Regions from separate parts of the Rattus norvegicus genome. Here regions 1 and 3 are each linked to region 2. A link is a contact called in public Hi-C data. All regions are on one chromosome and are shown on one strand. Each heading gives the region's core, a stretch centred on a gene start, on an enhancer-like site or on the middle of the called end of the contact. The rest is flanking DNA. Distances are from core to core; before and after follow the strand shown. Region 1 has its middle 6.5 kb from the start of Rbp7. Region 2 overlaps Pgd (phosphogluconate dehydrogenase). Region 3 overlaps Ctnnbip1 (catenin, beta-interacting protein 1).

What was found. A called contact is a pair of places that touch in the nucleus more often than the background predicts.
Region 1: a contact with region 2 is called in a Hi-C map of liver, with 5 times the contacts expected there. The contact joins two enhancer-like sites. A contact is called at or near these places in 3 of 12 Hi-C or Micro-C datasets (kidney, liver and mammary epithelial cells).
Region 3: a contact with region 2 is called in a Hi-C map of Schwann cells, with 9 times the contacts expected there. The contact joins two enhancer-like sites. A contact is called at or near these places in 9 of 12 Hi-C or Micro-C datasets (the A7r5 cell line, the Rat2 cell line, Schwann cells and 6 more).

The regions. Positions count from the first base shown.
Region 1 is chr5:165,169,073-165,172,718 of GRCr8, forward strand. It overlaps a transcript of Rbp7 not described here. Among named protein-coding and RNA genes, the nearest start is that of Rbp7, 6.5 kb to the right of the region's middle. Within about 2 kb of position 1,814, at least 69 of the 93 cell types and tissues checked have an H3K27ac peak or open chromatin away from gene starts, as enhancers often do. A contact at or near this core is called in liver, where this site is marked.
Region 2 is chr5:164,863,933-164,867,982 of GRCr8, forward strand. Pgd (phosphogluconate dehydrogenase) reads right to left here. Exons shown (of 13, transcript NM_001305435.1): 11 at 2,962-3,061; 12 at 2,698-2,820; 13 at 1,898-2,602. The coding sequence ends at 2,483. Among named protein-coding and RNA genes, the nearest start is that of Cenps, 9.3 kb to the left of the region's middle. Within about 2 kb of position 1,684, at least 33 of the 93 cell types and tissues checked have an H3K27ac peak or open chromatin away from gene starts, as enhancers often do. A contact at or near this core is called in liver, where this site is marked.
Region 3 is chr5:165,269,459-165,273,444 of GRCr8, forward strand. Ctnnbip1 (catenin, beta-interacting protein 1) reads left to right here. Exons shown (of 5, transcript NM_001173388.1): 3 at 2,770-2,890; 4 at 3,492-3,582. The coding sequence starts at 2,795. Among named protein-coding and RNA genes, the nearest start is that of Ctnnbip1, 26 kb to the left of the region's middle. Within about 2 kb of position 2,118, at least 2 of the 93 cell types and tissues checked have an H3K27ac peak or open chromatin away from gene starts, as enhancers often do.

The sequences.
Region 1 (3,646 bases), core at 564-3,063, 310 kb after region 2:
CTGGCCTCGAACTCACAGAGATCCACCAACCTCTGCCTCCTGGGTGCCGGGATTACACGGAGTGCACCTGTGCACTCAGCAGTATGGCTGTTCGTAATGCTTCCCATCTGCACTGTTAGAAGTGACCAACACGGTCAATTTTTGTGGTTTTTGCTTGTCTGCAATGCTCGCCTGAACCCAGGGCCTCTGCGAGCTAGCCAAGTGTGCTCTCGTGAGACAGCACATTTCCACTTTGACAGTAGACCCCTAAGGCTTTACGCCACCCTATGTGTATTTTATTTGCACTTATTTATTGTGTGCAAATGCTAACACAGGTGTGGAGATCAGAGACAACCTTTAGGACTCCGTTCTGTCCTCCTATCAGATACCACAAACTGAGGGACAAGTGCCTTTGTGTGCTGAGCCGTCTCCGAACCCCCCCCCCCCACATCCACAATTAATTAAAAGAAAAAAAAAACCGGGTATGGTGGCCCACATATTTAATACCAACACTAGGGAGGCAGAGGCCAGCCTGATCTACATACTGAGTTCCAGGCCAGCCAGAGCTACAAAGTGAGACCTTATCTCCAACCCCCTACTCCCAGAAAGGATTTGTGTGTGTATACTAATATTAATTTTTTAAAATTGTTTTTGTTTGATTGCTTTTATTTATTTATTTCTTTTTTGAAAGATCAGATCTCTCCATTCCTACTAGGCAGGAATAAATAAATAAATAGAAATGAATTAAAACCAAGGACCAAGTGTCCTCTGCCTCCCCTCCGGTGTCCGCGTGTGGAACTGCAGGTCCCCTCCCTAACCACAGACTTCCCATTGTTCTCCATCCTGCTCTCCTGGAATCCAGGAGTTGAAATTCTTGATCCTCCCAGGAAAGCTGGCTTGGTTCAGATACCTCGCAGAAGCGTCGTCGCGAGAAGCTTCCTCTTTTATTCCATAAAATCTGCCGTTTCTCCGTGTCATTACACCTTTGCACGGAGAACCCAGCCCTTGCTTTGGGGAACGACAGAGCCTCCTCGCTACCCCGCGGCTCCACGCAGTCCTCATCCGACACGTGGCAGCCCTTCTCAGCTCTGCACAGCGAGGTCCTGCAGCCTCCCCCTGGTGGACGCTTGGAGTTGAAACTCAAAGTGGCCATTCGTTCCAGTCTGAGCCCAGTGAGCCCCGCCAGCTGGCGCCAGCCTGCAGAGAAGGAGCGGGAGCCATGGGAGGGAAGTTGCATCCAGCGCCTGGTGCAGCTATCACGTCCCTGCCTTCACGGAAGTCCTTCCTTTGGCTCCTAAAAGTATTCGGTTATTTCCGGGCATAAACTGTGGCGCTTTGGCCTCAGACACTTAAGTCCTAGTCTGTCCGATGTTCTTTTACTGAGTCCCACTGAGGCACGATCGGGAAAATCATCCTGACGTGGGAGATAAAAGGAGTCGCTAGCTGAAGCCTCAGTTTCTAGAGCCGCAGCACAATTAACATTTGCTGTGAAGGTGCCCAACATAATGTGTGTGTGTGTGTGTGTGTGTGTGTGTGTGTGTGTGTGTGTAATTTTTTTCCACATAAAATGTTAAAATATCAATGAACTGTGCTTAAAGCCTAAGGGTCACACTGTCTCTATGTTGGCCACCATGACAGGGAATGTTAATTGCGTTGAGATTCCTGATGCTGGGATTTCAACCCGGTTTCAGAATGCTGTTCCCATCTGGGTGGCCCCTTAGGCTTGAAAAGCCGTGCTCGGCTTCCCGCCATCTCTCTGTCTACTCCCCTGCTGAGCAGGCACCGCCCCTTCACGGAGCTGCAGCCTCACTTCCGGCTTCCACCACGTTGCCTTCTCCCTGTGGGCTTCCTCCCCCTTCAGCAGCTGGAGACGGTCATCTTAGCACAGTCCTCACCTTCCATCCTGCCTTACTCACCAGTTAGTTATCTTGAACTGCGGATTCCTCATCTTCAATGGATGCTTCTGCTCCAGACGGAGTCCTAGCGTGTTAAGGAGACTTGCCCAGGGCTCTCTACCGGGACTTTCTTATCTGCATCTCCCTCCAAGATCCTCCCCCATCAACAGTCCTATCTCCTCTCTGATCTTGCAGGTACCCTACTGCCTACATTCCTTTCTACTGTTATGGAAAAATACCCTGAGGATAGCAAGGTAAAGAAGGAAGGCTTTGTGCTGACTCACAGTCCCAGGTTATTGCCCTCCAAAGCCTGGGCGTCTCGCAGCAGGGCTCAAGGACCTTTTGTTCAGTCCAAGCGATGGTGCCTCCCAGTTAGGGCCGGTCTCCTCACCTCGATTAATTACATCCAGATATTACCTCAAATACTTGCCCAGAGCTTGTCTCTGGCTAGTCTAGCTTCTGTCAAACCAACCAACACACTTTCTCAACCTACACACTTTCTTAGTGTGACCTTCCTCTTACACAGCGGGCAAGTCTAACCAGTGCGAGCGTGAGTGCGTGCGTGCGTGCGTGCGTGCGTGCGTGTACATATTGCACATGTGGACATTAGAGAAGAACTTGTGGAGAATCAATTCTCTCCTTCGTCAAGTGGGGGTGGAATTCATATTGTCAGAGGAGGGCAAGGACCTTTACCCACTGTTATCTTGCCGGCCCCCGATTTTTATTTATGTGTATAGACATTTTGCCTGCGTGTATGTCTACGTACCACCTGCACACCTGGTGTCCACAGAGGCCAGGAAAGGGTGTTGGATCCCCTGGAACCGGGGTTACAAATGGTTGTTAGCTGACATGTGAGTTCTGGGAATTAAATCGGGGTCCTTTGGAAGAGCTGCCAGTGCTCTTAGCCACCTCTCCAGCCAACCAAACTCCGACTTTTAAAACTTGTCACTCAAGGTCTTTGATGATAGGTCTATGGTGATCTATCTCCCTTAATCCAGTTTCTTCACACCCACCCAAGTACACCCTGTCAGTTAACTGGAGCACCGCTCCGGAGCACCAGGCTGCCTGTGCAAGGGCAAGCCAGATGTGAAATAGCACGTCAGTACTCCCAGCATCTGGAAGAGACTGCAGAGGATACAAAGTCAAGGCCAGCTTATACTGTGTGAGACCCCAGATAAAAACAAGCAACCAAATCCCTTGAAAGACCTCCTGGCGTGCCAGCTAAAGTACTTCCTGTTGGCTTGTGTATCAAGGCCACCTCTCTAGCCGCACACCCTTCCAGCGCCACCACCTGTTCGCCTTCAGAAGCTATTTTTGAAACCTTTCTCACCTGCCTTGGAGGCAGGAATTAATGTCCTGTTCTCAGTGTGCACTCTGTGCATGGAACAGGCTTTCAAACACTCCTCAAAATAATGGGTCGAGCCCCAGGCCTTTAATCCCTGGAGGCAGAGACAGGGCAATGTCTGTGGGTTCAAGGCCATATGTACACACACACATACTCATATATATACATATATAACTATGTATATATACACATACATATGTATATATATATCATACATAAATTTAGATTTTTTTAAAAGATTTATTCATTTATTATATATAAGTACACTGTCCCTGTCTTCAGACACACCAGAAGAGGGCATCAGATCCCATTACAGATGGTTGTGAGCCACCATGTAGTTGCTGGGAATCCAAGGCAAGGACCTTTGGAAGAGCAGTCAGTGCTCTCAACCTCTAAGCCATCCCTTCAGCCCCTCAGATAACAAAGA
Region 2 (4,050 bases), core at 434-2,933:
ACCACTTTTTTTTTTCTTTAAAGATTTTTTTAAAAAGATTTATTTATTTATTATATGTGAATACACTGTAGCTGTCTTCACACACACCAGAAGAGGGCATCAGATCCCATTACAGATGGTTGTGAGCCACCATGTGGTTGCTGGGATTTGAACTTAGGACCTCTGGAAGAGCAGTCAGTGCTCTTAACCGCTGAGCCATCTCTCCAGCCCCACACACAACTTTTAATCCCAGTATTTGGGAGGCAGAAGCTGGCAGATCTCTGCAAGTTCATGGCCAACCTGGTCTATACAGAGTTCCAGACAACCCGGGAGTTACATAGAGGAACTTAAAAAAAAAAAAAACAAAAAACCAACCCTCCCCTCCCCCTCCGCCTTCCTTCTCTTTTCTGGTCCCCGTTGCAGGTGACCCCTTGTGCCAGGTGACTGAGAGCTCTACTGCTGAGTCACACTACCAGCCCAACAGGTTGGGCAGCCTTCTACCTAGAGGAAGGTAGGGGTCCGAGATAGGGTCTTGGTATGCCTAGGCTGGCTTTGAACTCTCCACACTCCCTGCCAGGGTTGGACTAGAACCCATGTAAACAAAAGCACAGCCCATCAGGCACCAGGTATGTACTTGAAAACTGTGCTGTGGAGGGAGGCAGAGGCAGGTGAATGTCTTGGCTGAGCTTTGGGTCACGGTGAGAGACCATTTCAAACAAACCGATGGACTTGCACATGCGTGAGCACACACAGAGCACACCGGGAAGTGCCATTAGGACAGCTCTGAGCTCAAGCCCTAACCACATGGCCTTCATTGTACACTCGTCCCCTGGCAGCTTTGCCTCTTGGTTTCTTGTGGGTTGTGTTCATTGACATGTGTGTCCGGAAACACAGATACCAGCTGAGAGCTTGTTGGAAATGCAGAATGGGGGATCAGCCCCAGGGACCCCTTTTTCACTCTCCAGGGGGACACCGTGCTGGGGAATCTGTTAATCAGTATACCTAAGTGTGTGCTACACACGGGACACTGGACAGAGGCCTTCTGAACACTTGTACAGTGAACTCCCCACTGCGACAGCAGAGCCCTGGTACAAGGCAGACCACATCCTCACAAGGAGCTGCCGAGGTGTGGAATACCAAATGCTATTGCTGTCATGGAGACTCATGACATTTTCCTATGAGAAAACAGATATGACAGGAAACGATATTCCAGTCACACAGCTACTAGGAAAGGGGGCTGGTTACAGATCTGACCTGACCTGACTTTTCACAGCTTCTTCTTGGAGGTGAACTAGAAAGGGCTAGAGTTCACCCTGGTCAACCCTTGGATTTCACTTTAGTTCAAGCTCACCCTCCGGTTTCTCTGTTGTGTCTCCTCAGAATTCCCTCTGTTCTCCAAGTATCCATCTGCCTCAGAGTAAGGATGATAAGCAAAGGAGTCTGTGCATGGGGCTGAGGGCAGGTAAGCCCTGGCCCTCACATCTAGGAAGATTTAAGAGTCAGTAAGCTTGGGTGCAGGGACCCACTCTCTACTCCGGGGGTGCTTGAGGGAAGGGGATCATGATTCCTAATTGACCAAACCCAGGAGGGGTGAGTAAAAACTGCTTTTCCATGTCAGCTCTGCCTCTCTGGAAGCTTCTGAGGCTCAAGTCAGAGACAGGAGGCCCCAGCTGTCCAAACAGACAGTGTTTGCTCTGTTCTCAGGCCACTACTGGGACGGACTCTAAAGCTGTCCAGAAAAAGCAGTCACAGAGCAGAGGTCCCTGCTGGCCTAACACAGTGGGATGGCCCAAGGCCAGGTAATGCAATCAGTAAACAAGACAGAGGAGAAGCCTCGGTCAGGAACAGACTCACCACACCGCAAGTCCCACCACACAGCAGGGAGGGACCTCGACAGACTGGTCAGAAGACACAAAGAGGCCAAGCCAGCCTAAAAAGTTTATTACAGGTGTGTGATCGGGCGGATGTCACGTGAACATCCAAGTGTGCCAGTAAGAAAAGACCCAAGAGAGCCTCTGCCCACCCACTCCTTGGCTCCTCACCTCCCCAGACTTACTCATTACCCTAAGTTAACGTGTCCTGTTTCAGTTGGAGTCTTAGGAAATCAAATCAAATCAATCCCCAATAGTGCAGACCTTTCTACCAGGCGCACCAGAGGAGTGAAGAGTGTCCCCACACACTCCTACTGGGTGTAGGACATCAGAACCCACACTCATGATCCACGGTCCGGCTGTACAACCCCACCCACCCCTCTGTGTGCGGGGAGCAGCAGGCTCTCTGACCCACATGGCACAGCTCAGTCAGGGAGCGGGCCATCACGCAGTGGAGCACAAGGTCAGTTCCTGGGCAGCGCAAAAGATCGAGGTGGAGCACGTGGTGACTTCTTCGGCGATCACAGCCAACACTTGGCTAAGAGCACTGAGCAGGAACTAGGGCAAAGAGGGGTGCTGAGTGCCGCAGAGGCTGTCCTGCCGCTGGGAGGGAGGGCAAAGCCACAGGCCCACTAGGCATTGTATGAAGAGGACGACACACTGCCACCGTGGCCTGTCCAGTTGGTGTGGATGAATTCTCCTGGTTTGGATAAGAGTTCATAGGTGTGGGCCCCAAAGTAGTCCCGTTGAGCCTAGGGGAGGATCGAACGCAGCTGGTCAGGGTGGTTCGCAGGCACACAGCCTTAGGAACCAGCCAGGTTAAGGCACCACGCCCTCCCAAGCTCACCTGGATGAGGTTGGCGGGCAGCATCTCATGTCTGTACCCATCGTAGAAGGAGAGGGCGGTTGTGAAGCAGGGCATGGGGATGCCCGCTTGCACCCCGGTGCTGATCACCCGGCGCCAGGAGTCCTGAGCAGAGAGCAGAAGGTCAGCGGCTGGGTTTGCCCCAGACACACTGAGCTTCCGGTCTCCAGGACAGACTCCAGAGAGACATCAATGCTACTAAACGAGACCCAGAGCACACAGCACCACCCGTTGCCAACAACGTACCTGGCAGTCGTCGACTGCTGACTTAAAGAAGTCATCTAGCAGTAGGTTCTGAAGTTCTGGGTTTCGCTCAAAGGCATCTTTAATTTTTCCCAGGAATACACTGAAATAATTTGCAAGAAATCAACCTTAAAGCAAGAGCAGCCAAGCCCCTGGAAATAAGCGCCAGCACTCGCTCTGCAGAGGTGCAGGTCACAGCCCGTGCACCAGAGCCAGCGGGACCTTCCCAAGTAGAGAGCCAATGAGGCGGCTCAGCAGCTTGGTCCGCCACCAAGTCCGACAGTGAGAAAACCAACCCCCACAATGGGCTTCTGAGGTCTACACACAACTGTGGCACACTATGTACCACCCTGCACATGCAGACAGACAGATGGACAGAGAGACAGAATGTGGTGTTGCGTGTGCGTTTTGCATGCATGTATGTCTGTGCACCAGGTGCACACAGTGCCAAAGGAGGCCAGAGAGGGCACTGTACCCCTTGGGACTAGAGTTACAGATGGTATGAGTCACCTTGTGGTTGTTGGGAATTGAACCTGGGTCCTCTGGAAGAGCAGGCAGTGCTCTTAACTGCTAAACCATCTCTCCAGTCCCATAAAAATTATTTAAAAAAAATTTTTTTTTCAAGTACAGAGAGTGAGGTGGAGACAGAAGGATCAGTAGTTCAAGGCCAGCCTGGGCTATTTGAGACCACTTCCCCCATCAAACAAAAGGCTCTAGGAGTCAACTCCAGGGGATGGGTTAGGTCAAAGTTCCTGAGTGCTCAAGCCCCTCATAAACTAGCCTCGGACTTAATGAGACAGTGACAGGGCTCAGCGGGCAAAGGAGCTGCTGCGAACCCTGAAGCCTCACAAGGCAGACAGAAAGGACTGGGGGGGAGGGGGGGAGGTATTCTAACGGGCAGCTCCGTAACATTTTATGATGGTGTGCTTGTGTAGACTTTTGGTTGTGGCATTTCCAGGGATCAAACAGACAAACAGCAGAAGAAAAGCTCAAATCAAAGAAAGGCTACATGGGATCCTAACAAGATGGACTCTCAGCTCTTGAACCAATTTCCAGACCCAGACCCTCCTGAATGAAAGGGACCTACGGCCT
Region 3 (3,986 bases), core at 868-3,367, 410 kb after region 2:
GAAATACATGTAAGCAGAATGCTAGACGACAGGAATTTTTAGAAATGCTGAGTCAGGATCCTTCTGAAGTTTAGGAGACAGTGCTGTACCAGGCAAGCTTGTTGAAGTGAGAAGACCCCACGGAGCCCTGCTGCTGTAAACCCCGAGAGCTCACAGCTGGGCCGCAGCGAGCAGGATGGGCTGTGCAGTCCATGGGGTGGAAGGGTGAAGCTGCGGGTCAGAGCGCTGTAATATGCACCCTGTGTAAAATGACTGCATGATGCTCAACAGTGGCGTTTCTCCAGCCAGCACTGCACTGCAGGATCCTCCTTGGGTTAACAGGAAAGCTCCCATGCGTTTGTGTATGGTGGCCCCTAGTGGCTGTTCTTGGCGTGTCAATGCGTCTTAGGGGCCAAGCCACTGAGACCCAACTTAGATCCACTGAGACCCACTGGGCCTTTGCGCACAGAGCAGAGTTGGAAGATCTTGCTCATGGGAGCTCCGATTCCCAGTCTGAAGGCTTTGTGGAGGACTTCCAGTGTTTTCTGGAGATCACAGTGGCTCAAGCCATTCTAAGTAGAGTCCTTTGGAAAAGTTAAATTAGTTTATGGGACTCTAGGTTAATACTGTTTGTTTGCTTGCTTGTTTGTTTGTTTGTTTAAGACAACATTTCTCTGTGTAACCTTCACTGTCTTAGATAATTTCTTTTAGACAAGGCTAGCTTTGAACTCACAGAGAGCTGCCTGCCCCTGCCTCCCAAGTGCTGAGATTCGAGGCAAGCACCACCATGCCCAGCTTGCTTGACTCTCTTAACATAATGACACTGTTTCCAAATTGGTATGGATGTAGTAGACAGGAGATCTGAGACCCATTCAGCCATTGGGCACTATTTACCCCGTGCCTGTTGGTGCTAGGCCCTAGGAGAACGGGCAAGCAGAGTGGACGCACCCTGGCCTGCCTTCCAGCACAGAGGAAAGAGACAATAAGCAGATGTTCCAACAAGACACTCAGAAAACTAGGACAGTGAGACAGGGCTGTGTGACAAGAGGTGAGGGCGCAGGATTGGCTCCCCTAGAAAGGTACCTTGAGGCTGAGATGAAGCCAGCTCTGGCCCAGGTGGTGGAACCCAACACAGAGGCTGACCAGCAGAAGACTAGGGAGAGCTTGGCTGCAGAGGGCACAGCGCTGACCACACGGGGCCTCACAGGCAACCCCAGGACTAGGACATGGATTTTCAGGAAGGACTAGGTGGGGGTGGTGTCATCTCTCCTGACCTGTGTAGACTGTGATAGTCACTCAGTAGCAGAAAGTAGCAGTAGTAGAAAGTAGCAGTAGCAGAAAGTAGCAGTAGTGGACGGTGTGAGCGGGCTATGAGCCAAGGCCAAGTAGTAGTTCAGATGGAAACAGCAGGGAAGAGCCGCAGCATCCATACTCAGTCCAGGCAGGGGTCACCATGAAGCCATGCGTGGTCCGTCCCCAGAGCAGCAGTGCTGGTGCCTGAACTAGAGTGAGAACAGGTGAGATGAAGGAGAGAGAACCCAGAACATTCTGCTGAGTTCTGCAGCAATTGAGTCCATACAGAGGCTGGGGTGTGCCCTGGAGATGAGGCTTGAGGCCACTGTGCCTTTTCCCAGGCCCTAGTAGTTACTCTGGCCCCTTCCTGAGCCTAGCGTGGGTTGGAAGGGAGTGGACGACAGAAGAAAGGAGTGTGGATTCTAGGGCTCCAAGGGTGGATATTGTATCAGTAGAAGGAATCCCGTGCTGTGTCAAGTATTCAGCATGATGTCAGCCCCATCTGGACAGGTTTCCAACCTGTTTCGTGGGCTTTCAGGGCGAGGGCCCCATTAGGCTTTTGAGCAGCTGACGAGCAGATACTCGGGAGCCGTCGCCCAGGCTCTGGCACATTCCCGGGTACGCCCTTGGCATGGAGTAGTGCCTCGTCCAGCATGTCCCCGTCTAGGACTCATGGGCCACTGAGAGTGGATGGTGTGAGGACTGTCCTTAGCCTGTCAGTCCCACGCTCCCTCATTCCCCGAGTGCAGCTCCTTGGTAGCAGGGCTGCCAAGGCCCCGCCCCACCAGCTGCTGCGTTATTTCTGACTTGTCCAAGAGTTCAAGTGTGTAACCCAAACCCCTAGATCCTCCTTCTCTCCCCCAGCTCCTTCTGGAGGAGGAGGCTCTGGGCTGCTCTCTCGGGCTGGCTGTAGCTCAGGCCAGTGACACCTGGGCACAGCCGCTGGCCTTCACAGCTATCTTCAGGAGCTGTCCTCAAACAGGTGGGGTGGGTGTGAGAGGGTGGCTATGGCAGCCCTTCCAGTGCCCTGGGAAGACCCTCTAGAGGGACTCCTTGGTGCCTTGCCCAGGAGCTGGCCACTTGAGTTCAGTAGGGGCTTTGCACAGGGTATTGTTACTGATCTCTGGGTTTCTTAAGCCCAGGGCCCCAGAGAGCCACCTCTGATCAAGTCCCTTTACTTGTGCTTGCTCCTTGCATTGAAAACCTAGAACTCTTGGGGCTTCGTTTCTCATTCGTCCTGTGGCTCTGAATAGAAACCTTGGCTGTTCCCCGCAGCCTCTGCTCTGGAATAAGAGCTCCTCAGCTGTACTACCTGGGCCTCAGGTCAGAAGGCATGGAGGGCCCACCACCTCCCCTACAACCTCTCCTGTGCTTTCAGAAATGAGGTCCCTACTGGGGAGGGTCTGTTTGAGAAAGGGCTGCATCACTTACAAGGGTTGGTATTAGAGTATATCTCATCCTGATAGTCTCCCCATAATGTTCCCCGTCTCCTTACAGGGGTCCCCAGAACTGGGCCACGGGGATGAACCGTGAGGGAGCACCCGGGAAGAGTCCGGAGGAGATGTACATTCAGCAGAAGGTCCGCGTGCTGCTCATGCTGAGGAAGATGGGGTCAAATGTGAGTGCCTGGGGGCTGTCCAGGAGCAGGGCCTGCTGCCCTGAAGGAGGGAAGGTACAGCTGCAGTTACTTCCTGGGGAGGGCTGTGGGCCTGTGGATTAATCTCTCTGCTGCCAGTTCAGGAATCCCCAACGCAGAGCCCACACGCTCACTTTAGGGAGCATTGCTGAGGTTATCTTTCCACTCCATTTTTATTTTGGGCAGGGACGGTGAGGACTTTACCCCTCCTTTCTGATCCTCAGTGACCTCAGAGAGGCTTCTCTCCTGGGGCAGATACGGGGCAGCTGGGCAGGGCGACCACTGGAGAGAGCAGTAGAGCAAGCACAGGGCATCTTTTGAAAAAGAAATGGAGAAACCCGAGACTGCTGATGGCCATTGGTGTGTGGCCGGGGACTGGGCTTTCATATCTACCCCACCCCAGAGTAGACACTGATCTAGATCCAGAGTGGCAGGCATGTGAATGTCGGGGACCAGGACGGGAGCAGGATGTGACTGCTGGGACAGATGCCAGGCATAGAGGGCAAGGAGCAAGAGGGGAGGTGCAGGGGCAGCAAGTGCGGGGTCCACGCTCCTCTCTCATCTCAGCGCTTTCACCCTGCAGCTGACTGCCAGCGAGGAGGAATTCCTGCGCACCTATGCAGGGGTCGTCAACAGCCAGCTCAGCCAGCTGCCACAGCACTCCATCGACCAGGGTGAGCCAAGGGCCAGGCACAAAGCTGAATGGGTGGCCTGGGAGTTCAGGAAAAGGGGAGCAGACAGTGTTCCTTCCCATGCACAGGCTCCTGTCTGGTCCCAGCAATGGGGATCCAACAAGGCAGGTGGTGATGTCTTTCTAGGCCTGGAGGGAGGAGGACGAGGTAGAGTGTCTGGAGCCTTGTGCAACCACAGAGGGTCTGGTTATTGCATCCCTTAACCTTCAGCCTGTTCCCTGTCTGCTCAGCACCTAGTTCAGGGACCACGAAACTGCTCAATGTTCTGAGATTTCTGTCCCTGTCAGGGACAACTGTGCAGGGACTGGTGGGCCGGCCCTTAACAGGAAGAGGTGGCTCAAAGGGCCTGATATCTCTACATGCAAAAGGGATCCTCACAGTCAAAC